Regions from separate parts of the Sus scrofa genome. Here regions 2, 3 and 4 are each linked to region 1. Evidence: chromatin contacts called from public HiChIP or PLAC-seq data. All regions are on one chromosome and are shown on one strand. Each heading gives the region's core, a stretch centred on a gene start, on an enhancer-like site or on the middle of the called end of the contact. The rest is flanking DNA. Distances are from core to core; before and after follow the strand shown. Region 1 overlaps ST7 (suppression of tumorigenicity 7). Region 2 has its middle 31 kb from the start of CAPZA2. Region 3 has its middle 20 kb from the start of ST7. Region 4 has its middle 12 kb from the start of CAPZA2.

Region 1 (2,880 bases), core at 122-2,621:
AGTAAAATACACATTGCTGAGTCCTCACTTACTAAACACATTAGTATAAAAGCATTTCAAACACATTTTATTTCTATGTATGTTTGTTCAGTTAATTGATATTTCCTTCAAAAGTGAAATAGTAGGGTTTTTTTTTTCTGTTTGTGTCATAATTATTAGAATCATAGTCAAGTGCCATTAAAATGGTTCAGACATCACATTGCATCATAATTTCAGACTCCAGTGTGGGAATCTTGAGGTCCCCAAACAACCAATTTCCTCAGGGACAGTCCTGCACTTTCAATGTTCACAGCTTGGCTCTCTTGACATTGCTCAGGGAACACCAGTTAGGTAATTGTCTCTCCAGTGCCAGGAAACGAACCACTAAGAAGTTCTATACACACAGCTATTTTGCAAAAAATATCTTATCGTTTACCAATGTTGCCTCTCCATGAAATGCACACGGCATAAAAGAACAGAGTCTAAATAGAAACCTCAACTCTGAGTGCATTTCAAGGGCTAGCAAAGCTGAACCCCCCAAGGCTGGATAATACCAGTGTCAATAATATCTAAAGCAGAAACCTAAAGCTATCAAGAGCTATTCCCATATTGCAGTGACTTCGTTCTCAGTACAGACCAAGCATTTTTGAGAAGACCTTCCAAAATCTTCACACATCAGAGGTTTTCCTTTCCTCAAAGTTTTACGTCAGTCAGAAGTATCCTTTGCTTCCTAAGAATGCTGCTGGATAACATCAAATAACACATCAGGCTTCAGCAGCTGCACTCCACACACAGGAGAAAGCCTTGCCAGCCTGGATTTGCAAAGGTGGTCACGGTCTAAGGAAATCCCTTCATTTGGAGGGTAAGAGAAGTAAGCCGATGGGATGTCACCATCCCTGACTGAGAAGGGAAAATGACTGTTGGTCCTAGAAAACCAGAGTGAAAGGAAATAACCCACTTTCTGGTAATTTATTTATAGCCTAGTGAACCCATACCAAGATACTACTAGAATAAAATCCAGACCTGCCACTTATTCAGCAAGCTAGAAAAACAGCCGAGGAGTTCCCATAGTGGCTCAGCGGTTAGCAACCTGACTAAGATTCATGAGGATGCGAGTTCAATTCCTGACCTTGCTCAGTGGGTTAAGGATCTGGCCTTGCCATGGGCTGTGGTGTAGGTCTCAGACACAGCTCAGATCTGGTATTGCTGTGGCTGTGATGTAGGCCAGCAGCTGTAGCTCTGATTCGACCCCTAGCCTGGGAACCTCCATGTGCTGCCAGTGCAGCCCTAAAAAGCAAAAAACAAAACAAAACAAAAAAAAAAACAGCTGAGAACTTAACCAGAGAGGCAGGAAAATGAGTGACAAAAGCACAGGCTCTGGTTCAAGACAGTCTGGGCTGAAATCCTGCTCCACCATTCGTCAGTATGTGATCTAAGGCAAGTTTTGTATTAGTACAATGGAAACAACACTAGCAATTACGTCATTATATTTGTTGTCCCTGTCTCTATAGTAATAGGTAATCACAGCATTATGTGTAGAGAAAAAAAAAAAAAAGCTTTCTAAAACCTTTCTCCTTAAAGGTCCTTAATATACTTACATTAGACTGATTCCACTATTTTAGATGGCCCCTTTTAAGGTTATTTAAAGAAAATGACTGCAGATGTTATAACTTATTATACCTATAACTATTTTAGAGCATAAGGTAATGGAGCCTGAGCAATATCATTATCATATTGCTTTTTGCCCATTTGGGATATTTTTAAGGGGGCAATGGGGAAATATATGTAAATTTTAAAAGAAAAAGAGATGAAGGAGAAAAAAGCTTAGAATTTCCACATCCACATTAGTACATTTAAAGAAACTGAGCTATACTTCTACTGACCTTATGTCCAATAATCAATTTGGAAAAGGGTGATGAAAAACATTTTAGTTTAAGTCACACTTATTTTATAGCATCTTAGACACTGGAGTTTGACACAAATTATGTCTTCCTTTATTTTCCATTTTGTTTTGCCCTTCAACAAAAGTAAAATATGATTGTTTAAATTTTTTTTCAAATATTTTAAAAACATATAACCTGGAGAGTAAAAGGCCTCTATTGGTCCCCCAATCCAACACATACACACACACAATCACTGTAAGATGCTGGTGTATATTCTTCCAGAATTTTTTCATATTACATATTAATAGTCAGCAGGTGTTTTGTTTTGTTTTGTTTGCCTTTTCTAGGGCCACTCCCACGGCATATGGAGGTTCCCAGGCTAGGGGTCCAATCGGAGATGTAGCCGCCGGCCTACGCCAGAGCCACAGTAACGCGGGATCCGAGCTGTGTCTGCAACCTACACCACAGCTCACGGCAACGCCGGATCGTTAACCCACTGAGCAAGGGCAAGGATCGAACCAGCAACCTCATGGTTCCTAGTTAGATTCATTAACCACTGCGCCACGACGGGAACTCCAGTTTTTTTAAATAGGAAGAAGTCCACCACTTACCAAAATAAGCCCTGATATTAGTGAGGAAGTGCCTGTCAGGGCCACGTAGAACTTCGGTGTCAGTGTGTTCAAAAACATGCTTACTGAAAAAAAAAAGAGAGAGGGAAAGAAGAGGGAACATATGAATACGTCATCAATAAAACCAACTCACATTTTTCTTTCTGGTGTAATTCTTAGAATCATAGTCAAGTGCCATTAAAATGGTTCAGCATTATACAGTCTTGGAATAGTAGGTTCAAGTTATATATTCTAAAAGACAACAACTACATACAAAGAGAAGGAGCAGCTTTTTCATTTCTACCTCCCAAAACTATCGTTGTGAAGATTTTCAGATTCACAGCCAGTGAGGAGTCAAATCAAAGCTGGTTACTAAACTGTTAGGCAAGAATAGAAGATGTCCTAACATG
Region 2 (3,023 bases), core at 322-2,821, 250 kb after region 1:
AAATAGTGTTGGGAGACCAGAAGGGGAAGCTTTCCACCCTTGACCCAGCTGAATACCCCGGAAGAAGAAAGACTCCTTTCCTGGCAAGGACTCATCCAATGAAAAGCCGGGGACTTTTTCTTTACTATGGCCCTCCCAACTTCCTTTTCCTCTCTCTAAATGTGCTCTCCTTCCCTTGCCTTGTGGGAACTTGCATGTGGCTTGCCACGGCTGCAGATCCTGAATTGCAATTCTCCACGGATTTCAAATAAATCCATTTTTGCTGGAGAAGTAACTGGCAGACTATTTGTATACGGTCAATAATAGTAATATACATATGTTTCTGTTCTGATTTTAAAATAAATGAAAATTAAAACATTTTGGTGAGGCTTTAAAAGTATCATGGGCCGTAGGCACTGTGTCTAATGTGTAAGTCATTCGTTGTGGGTCTGCCTGTTAGACCAACCACACACATCTGTCATGAGAAAAGTACTTCTTAGACATGGAGCTGTCTAAATTCCTAAGAAGGATAAAAATATTTTCTGCCTTGAATTTGCAAAGCATCTCCCTTTCTCTGATACTACATTAACATTCAGCACAGGAATTAATTCAATTTGTTCATTCCCCTCCCTGCTGCTTTCCAAATTATGCTCATTTGGATTAGTCATGAATTAAAGAAAAGGGTATAATATTTTAATGGCTGCGCCCTTAATTACAAAAAAAGGAGCCTTGAGACTCTTACTCTGGGAAGAACTTGATTACATTTTTAGTCAAGGGCCTATAGTTCTACAGGTATTTTGTTCTTACAGTTACAATAATATATAAAACAGATGTAAGTGGAGCCACTTTGGCTGACGTGAGGACTGGGATCTTGCCTGCAGTTTCTTCTCTGTAACCCTCACCCCACCCCTGAGCCTCCAAAACCTCTGAGGAATATCACAAGTCTGCAGAAACCAATTTGGAAGCCAGCAGTTGAACCCATAACCTCCACCACACTTCACATACAAGGAACAAGAGGGCCAGAGGGTGTGATTATGTCTTCTGTTTTTTAAATCATAAACTTTGATGTGTTTCCAGGTATTAGAACTAGGTTTCTTATTCTAGAATTAGAATAGAATTAGCCTGCTTATTAGCTTGGATACTTGCCTTCCTTCCAGACAGAATGGTTAGTCACTTTGTTACTCTGAATACTTTTGATCCCAGAACCACACCCTGATTTCCTGGAGAAAAAAAGACCGGAATGGAATTGTCAAGGAAAACAATGCCCTACTACCCAGGAAGAGATAATAATAGCAAATAGGTACTTAGAACATCTTGGGTCAAGTCCTGTTCTAAACATTTGACTTGGGCTAGTTCTATCGATTTTTCATGGTAGTGCTATGAGGTGGGTGCCATCTTTTCCATGTTTAAGGCACAGAGGATTTCAGTATCTTGTCCAAGGTCTCTAGTTTCTCAGTTGTGGAGGCAGACCATGGATCCAGCCAATCTGCCTGTAGGGTCAATTTCATAGCTTCTCTGTTATGGGGATAGTTCTAAGGTTTCCACCCCAGTGTTGACATATTCTGCCTCAGAGAACAGATTTCCCTTTTCTTTTTCACTTAGTTTCTGTTGCTGTTCTAAGAAATGAAGACATCGTCAACATCCTTCCTTATTTACCGACACTGTACATCTTACCCTCTTAAAATCCATCTGCAGAAATAACTTCAGGTCATGATCCTCATTATTTCTCATTTTTGTGTGTATAGGGAGCAACTGAGATATAGAACTTGGGGCTCAGGGTGGAATCAGAGTGAGAGCCAGGGTTAGGCTGTCTCTGGTCCTTAGAGTCCTGCCGCCTGTCACCGCATACATAGCCTTTTCCACCAAGGCATGGCCTCCATGACCAGATGCAGCATTGGCATCCCAGAACTGAGCCCTCTACTTGACCAATAAGTCGTTCTGCACTTCTGCCTAGAGAGCTGTGCAATACCCACTTCCTGTCATCACGGAGGTTGATATTTTCCATCTTTGGGAGGCAGCTGAGCGTTCAGACAGCAGATAGTCTCTGGGGCCAAACTGTTTAGATTCAGTGCTTGACCTACTACAAGATGGGAAACGATGAGAAAATGATTCAATTCACCTGTGTCTTCATTTTCTTATCACTAAAATGGGAATAATTGTAGCACCTACCTCATTTAGCTATTGTGCAGAATGAATGATACAATACACATAAAGCACTTAAGACAGTGCCTGGTTCATAGTGGAGGACTAATAAATAGCATTTATTATGACAAGATGGTCAGTAGCAAGAGAGAAAACAAAATTTCTTATTATCATATGAGCGTTATTTCAAGGCTAGAATTCTCAAGGTATCTTTCATTACCACACTGGACCCTCTTCTGTTGTTTTCTATTTTATAATCAAAGGAACATAGATTTCTCGGACTCAGAATAAAAGTCCTCATCCACATTTGTTCCCTGCAGTTGGTGGGGACAGAACAGAGGCCTGATATGCAACTTCTTGGGAGTTGTTAAGCTTAACTCATCTCCTGATGCTGACTCCACTATGTCTATTAATCAGGGTAGTCTGAGTAATATTACCCAATCACACCTGATTTACTGGTTTCGTCTCTTCCAGCAGAAAGCCCACATATTACTCTATGGACAGACACCCAAATCAGTGTTCAGTTTTCTTCCACATCCTATCTCATCATATTAAGTTCCTGACTTTGTCCTGTCTTGTCTGAGATTCTGTACCACTCCTAAACTGTTTCCTTGTACAGCTTGGCCTTCCTGCTTTATCCATTTTTTTCCTTTAAGACAATGTTTATTATGAAAAATACCACATACAAACCGGTGTTGTGGTGGACACTGTGATGTGCTGCCTAATCCCTTTCAGGAATAATGGACCTAGTTGAAGCTGCTAGCAGCGTGGCTAGCAAAAAGCCCTCATTTTTCAGCCCCCTGTGAATGGCCTCAACTGAAGAGAGCTGGTTTGTTCAAGGTCAAAGACTTTCTCTCGAGGGTGGCTTGCATTCAATTACTACTCAGCATAGATATATGAAG
Region 3 (2,786 bases), core at 3-2,502, 160 kb after region 1:
CTGGACCCCTGGCCTGGGAACCTCCATATGCCTCGGATACAGCCCTAAAAAGTAAAACAAAAAAAAACAAACAAACAAAAACCTTCAAATTGATTCACCACAGAAAGGACCAAGGTAACACGAGACTGTTGTAGGTAACATGAATGGAATAAGCGCCTTGGTTGGAGAGGGGCAGGGAGGACTACTTTAGCTAGGTTGTTTGGGAAAGATGTCTCTGAGGAGGTGAGATTTGTTCTGAGACTTGAGGAGAAAATGGAGGCCATGTGACAGCTGAAGCAGGGGAAGTGGGGGTGAGCTGAGAACCAGGGGAGAAAGAACAGCATGTACAATGGCCCAGAGTTAGACAGCACTGAATACATTCCAGAAACAGAAAGGAGGCCAGTGTAGAGGGGCCAGGAGGGAAAGAAAGAAGTGGTACAATGCCTGAGGAGGCAGACAGAGGTCCTGTTAATAAGAGGGTGCTAAAGACTTTTAGTGAGGAAGGGAAACGACAAGATATGCATCATAAAAAAGACCACTCTGCTGTGGCAATATAGGAAATAGATTGGAGAGAAATAAAAGTAGAAGCCAAAAACCAGAAAGGTTGTTTCCACAGTCTAGGTGCTTTGCATTAGTGTGATGACATTGGGAGCAGAAGTGTTTCCTTTATACACATCACTAACTGGCATTTTCTTATTTACTTGCTTAGTGCCTCTCTCTCCCCTAGCTAGTAAGGAGTTTTATTGTCTAACCCTCTACTGCTTTGCCAAATACCTAAACAGTGTCTGCCAATGGGAGGAGGTGGAGAAAAATGTGTTAAACGAAAGAATTAAGATTTAAAAAAATAATTTAACCCTAATGGTGGGGTTCTGCAAAATTTTTTTTCTATAGCATATGTTGAAACATTACTCAGATCAGGAAACAATAGATTATGGGGAACATGAACTCTCTTAAATTGTATGATATGAAGTATGCATATGTTGAGAGAGCAAGAGAGAGAGATATGGATGTACAGACACACATGCATTTTTCTGAGAAGAGGGATCATGCTTTCCTAAGACTTTTAAGTGAGTCCTTGATGTCAAAGACAGGAAAGGCTGTACTCTGGCTTAAATATCTCAAAAAAAATTTTTTACAAGCATTAGTAGGCAATCCCCTAATTTATTACTAAGCATTTCCACATCATAAGTGTCCTTTCCTTAGACGGTAACTGAAACATTTATTTCCTAGAACTAGCACTATCCTGATGAGTAACAGCCAAGTCATGACAAGCCCAGGTGCTCCACGTGGTCTGACAAAGCACATGGTAGCCTGACTTCCGCCTTTTCAATATCTCTGGGAACTATTTGCCTGAAATGAGAACAGTGACACCTGCTGGTTTGCCTCAGGAACTGCCGCCTTAACCACTGGTGAAACATTCAGAAATATCCCACTCAAGCACATGTTCAGAAGCATAAACTGCTTTTCCTTTCAAGTAGAATTTTGAAACCTCAGTGACAGCATTTTTGACTACAAAATATGCCAAACATATAATTAAAAGGGAAAAAGCAGAGAGAGAGAAAAGTACTTGTAACCATTAGTAATGGTTTCTTATGTGGTCAAAAATGTTAGAAGTTTTGGTATCGGAAATGGCAGTCTTTCCCTTCATGACTTCTGAGAGCTTTTTGTTTGTTTGTTTGTTTTGGTAAGGTTTTCTTTAACTTAAGACTATTAGTTCCAAAAACATTCACCATTTGATCTGGCTAGATCTTCAGCCCCTTTGGAATTATTATTATTACTTATATATCAGATGGGATGGGAATAGGAGTAGGTCTCCACCTTTTAGTATTAGGTTAAACTGTACCTAAGAAGAAACAACAGCAGTGGCTTAAATAAGATAGGGGTTTATTTCTCTGTTAGGTAAAAGACTACATAGACGGTTCAAGCTGGTTATGGTAAAGAGTGAAAAATAGGGTTTATACACCATGTGTGCTTGGACTCAATGGCCCAAAGGGGTGGTAGTAAAGTTTCAGGGAAGAGGAAGAAGGAAAAAAGGGAGTACAGAGGCTCAGATCAGTTGGGAAGTTCCCAGGAGTTACCCTACAAGACTTTCACTTAACCAATTAGCCAACATTTAGTCACATAGCTCTTAGGGAAGCTGGGAAAAGTAGTCTTTACCTGCAAGAGCAGCTGAGCCACTAAAAAAAGGTTATTAGGGGGAAACTAGCTATTTCTGCCACATGTTATCCCTATGACCTATGCAAATGCACCTTTCTTATCATGCAGAGTAATATATCCCTCACCAAGGCAGACACCCCAAATACCCATCCGCTCAGTGCAGTCAAACTATAAACTGAAAGATGTTATCTGCTCCAGTATACCCACTGTGAAATGGAGACACAGGAATAGAATAATTACAATTCAAAAAATAGAACACACACACACACAGGAGTTCCCATCGTGGCGCAGAGGAAATGAATCAGATTAGGAACCATGAGGTTGTGGGTTGGATTCCTGGCCTCACTCAGTGGGTTAAGGATCCAGCGTTGCCGTGAGCTGTGGTGTAGGTTGCAAACATGGCTCAGATCTGGTGCTGCTGTGGCTGTGGCGTAGGCCAGCAGCTACAGCTCCAATTAGACCCCTAGCCTGGGACTCTCCATATGCCACGGGTGTGGCCCTCAAAAAGACAAAAAAAAAAAAAAAAAAAAAAAAAACGAACAAAACGGAAAATACATACTGCCATTGCTTATCAAATATCACTCTGAGGAAATTTCAAGGTGTCGTCACGCTGTCTGTAGGATTTGATCCTTGGTTAGTCCATGGGGCAT
Region 4 (2,848 bases), core at 58-2,557, 240 kb after region 1:
TAATCAACTTTTTATTATTTTGTTTTTTTGCTTTTTTAGGGCCACACCAACGGCATATGGAAGTTCCCAGGCAAGGGGTTGAATCGGAGCTGCAGCTGTCAGCCTACGCCACAGCCACAGCCATATCTGTAGCCTATACCACAGCTCATGGCAATGCCGGATCCCCAATCCCCAATGCCAGGGATTGAACCTGCATCCTCATGTATATGACTCAGATTCATTTCTGCTGCACCACAAAGGGAACTCCATTTTTTGTTTTTAATCACATACAAGGCTTATTCTTTAAAATGTAATAGTAATTCTTTAGTTTTCTAGTACCATTCTGTTAAAGTAATTCCTAGGATTAGACTTCTGATTAAATCCAGTACTCATGAGATGCAAAGAATGTATAAAGTTGCAAGGCATATTTTAATCAAGTTTGGTCTTCCCTTGCCCCTAGCCATCTTATCCTAGAGTTAAAAAGAAAGCTTAAGATTCACTTTCACTTCTCTTGAAAAGATGGTGATGAGTGCAAAAGAAAGAAAAAAAAGTACTTGAACATTTGCATAATTTAAGTTGTGTAAACAAACCCTGGAATGTTCACATCTTCTACTTAAGCAAAATACTAAATTTATTTTTAATTTTAGTGAAGAAATAAGAATATATTTAAAAAGTTATGAAACTCATATTGGCGCCAGATTAAGCAAGCACTGTAAATTAAGGCAACAGCTTCACTGTGTTGAAGCATCTTGCAGTTTGCTTGTGTAACCGGGACTGCTCTGGGGACCAAGGCAATAGTTCGCCTGAACAGCCTCAGAAGAATTTGCTGCAACTTAATTTTGTATGCAAATCAAACAGGCAAACTCAGCAGATCTGAGATGGGAACAAACAATTATATTTCTACCCTTACAAGTCACAAGGAGGTTACATTTCAAAAATATTATTCTGCATTTTACTGTGCTTATTTTTCCATATAAAAGCCTTTTGTGAGGTAAACAGAGAATGTTGAGGAAGCTGAGACTCTATGTAATTAGAATTTTCTTCTGGATTTTTTGACTGCAAATTCAAAATTGTTTTCACTTGAGTCTAGAGCCTACTGGGAGACAAGAAAGGCCTTCTGAAGCTTTCTCTGGCTGGGCAGGAGGAGGCTGAAGCCAGGGGTGTGAGACTGTGGGGGTACAGAGAGGAGAGAAAATCAAGCAGAAAGAGGGAAAGACGAGTTCTTTTTTTTTCCCTTCTGTGGCTCACAGAAAATGGGAAACTGCAGGGGAACCAGAACCTCTGTGGTTAAAGGAAGTGAGTGCAGGCAGAAACATCAGTAGCCTGAAAGATCTTTAACCCTAACTTGACACAAGTCCCAGAGACCAGGAAATCCATGCCCAAGCCTTGGGAGAGGTGTCTGTACACAAATCCACAATGCAGAGTGAAGGGTGGTGGGGCACTGGAAGCAACATGACTGAAATGAAGAGTTGGTGAAGCATTGGAGAGAATACCCAGTTGTGTTTTAAAATGCTCTTACAATATTTTTCTCTAAAAGTGCTATAAAAGGAAATAAACTGGAATGAGATGGTAACTAGGGGAGACTACTCAGGTGGCCAGGGAAAGCCTCTCTGAGGAATGGCGTATGAGCTGAGGCCTGATGGGTGAAAATCTGCCAGCCAAGTAAATGGAGATGCAAAGCAGGAAGAGGGAAAGAAACACAAGGGGAAGAAATGGGTCAGTGCTGGTTTGCACTCTAATAGCACCACGTAGTCTTGCTTCGTAGCTTACTGTACAAGAGGAAGGGTGAACAGCTATAATCATGTTGGAGAAACGTGTTAGAGAAATGGGTAGAATTCAATTTACAGGGACCAAAACATGTAATAAGGTCCCTTATGACCTTGTCTTAGTCAACAGTTAATGATATTTTCTTATCCCTTACCTTGCTTGATTTGTACCAAACATACTTCTGACACCTTCTTTCAAATTCTCCTTTCCCAAACACTGCTTTGTCTTATAAGGAGCCTTAAAAATGATCTATATCGGCTGTTTCCAAAGCTGATGGCAATTCAGAATTACTTGAGGGGGAAGTTCCTAGGTAGCCCAGTGGGTTAAAGATCCAGCGTCAACACTGCTGTGGCACAGGTTCTACCTCTGGCCCCTGGGAAGTTTCACCTGCGGTGGGCGTGGCAAAAAAAGCTAGCGCGAACAAGCAAGAGAGAATTGCCTGGGGGATCTTGTTACAGATTCTTCAGGTCATGGGTGGAGGGCAGGCATTTGCATTTTGATTCAGATGCAGGTTTAGTACCCTGATCTTGATCTGTAATTTCCAAATGATTCAGCAAAACATTAGTTCTAGGAGATGTTATCAGCACTCCAAGAATAAAGATTCACTTGTCAAATAAGCCTGAGAGACTTAGATTCTTTTCTCAGCATTTCATTAACCAGCCTAGGACAAAGGTTCTAGGATATACTGAAGTGCCTAACAGTTAAATAATAGAATCATATTAGATACTTTTTTTTTTTTTTTTTGTCTTTTTGCTATTTCTTTGGGCCGCTCCCGCGGCATATGGAGGTTCCCAGGCTAGGGTCGAATCGGAGCTGTTGCACCGCTACGCCAGAGCCACAGCAATCCGAGCCATGTCTGCAACCTACACCACTCACGGCAACGCGATCGTTACCCACTGAGCAGGGCAGGACCGAACCCGCAACCTCACGTTCTAGTCGGATTCGTTAACCACTGCGCCACGACGGGAACTCCCATATTAGATACTTTTTAACTTCACCCAGAAAGTTCTCCCTAAACAAAAGTATGGAAAACACTGATCTAGAAAAAGTCTTATTTTAATTTCCAAAAATACATGTGTGTGCATGTGTGTATTTATTATAA

Evidence for each region. HiChIP or PLAC-seq counts read pairs in DNA pulled down with a chosen protein or histone mark.
Region 2: a contact with region 1 is called in an H3K27ac HiChIP or PLAC-seq map of alveolar macrophages. The contact joins two enhancer-like sites. A contact is called at or near these places in 1 of 47 Hi-C or Micro-C datasets (embryonic fibroblasts) and 1 of 2 datasets of contacts at active chromatin or transcription factors (alveolar macrophages).
Region 3: a contact with region 1 is called in an H3K27ac HiChIP or PLAC-seq map of alveolar macrophages. The contact joins two enhancer-like sites. A contact is called at or near these places in 1 of 5 promoter capture datasets (liver), 18 of 47 Hi-C or Micro-C datasets (alveolar macrophages, embryonic fibroblasts, epiblast stem cells and 10 more) and 2 of 2 datasets of contacts at active chromatin or transcription factors (alveolar macrophages and skeletal muscle).
Region 4: a contact with region 1 is called in an H3K27ac HiChIP or PLAC-seq map of alveolar macrophages. The contact joins two enhancer-like sites. A contact is called at or near these places in 1 of 5 promoter capture datasets (fetal liver), 3 of 47 Hi-C or Micro-C datasets (brain, embryonic fibroblasts and fetal skeletal muscle) and 1 of 2 datasets of contacts at active chromatin or transcription factors (alveolar macrophages).

The regions. Positions count from the first base shown.
Region 1 is chr18:29,140,405-29,143,284 of Sscrofa11.1, forward strand. ST7 (suppression of tumorigenicity 7) reads right to left here. Exons shown (of 15, transcript NM_001123198.1): 2 at 2,474-2,556. Among named protein-coding and RNA genes, the nearest start is that of ST7, 140 kb to the right of the region's middle. Within about 2 kb of position 1,372, at least 8 of the 83 cell types and tissues checked have an H3K27ac peak or open chromatin away from gene starts, as enhancers often do. A contact at or near this core is called in alveolar macrophages, where this site is marked.
Region 2 is chr18:29,394,175-29,397,197 of Sscrofa11.1, forward strand. No RefSeq gene overlaps it. Among named protein-coding and RNA genes, the nearest start is that of CAPZA2, 31 kb to the left of the region's middle. Within about 2 kb of position 1,572, at least 1 of the 83 cell types and tissues checked has an H3K27ac peak or open chromatin away from gene starts, as enhancers often do. A contact at or near this core is called in alveolar macrophages, where this site is marked.
Region 3 is chr18:29,303,854-29,306,639 of Sscrofa11.1, forward strand. No RefSeq gene overlaps it. Among named protein-coding and RNA genes, the nearest start is that of ST7, 20 kb to the left of the region's middle. Within about 2 kb of position 1,253, at least 8 of the 83 cell types and tissues checked have an H3K27ac peak or open chromatin away from gene starts, as enhancers often do. A contact at or near this core is called in alveolar macrophages, where this site is marked.
Region 4 is chr18:29,375,519-29,378,366 of Sscrofa11.1, forward strand. No RefSeq gene overlaps it. Among named protein-coding and RNA genes, the nearest start is that of CAPZA2, 12 kb to the left of the region's middle. Within about 2 kb of position 1,308, at least 11 of the 83 cell types and tissues checked have an H3K27ac peak or open chromatin away from gene starts, as enhancers often do. A contact at or near this core is called in alveolar macrophages, where this site is marked.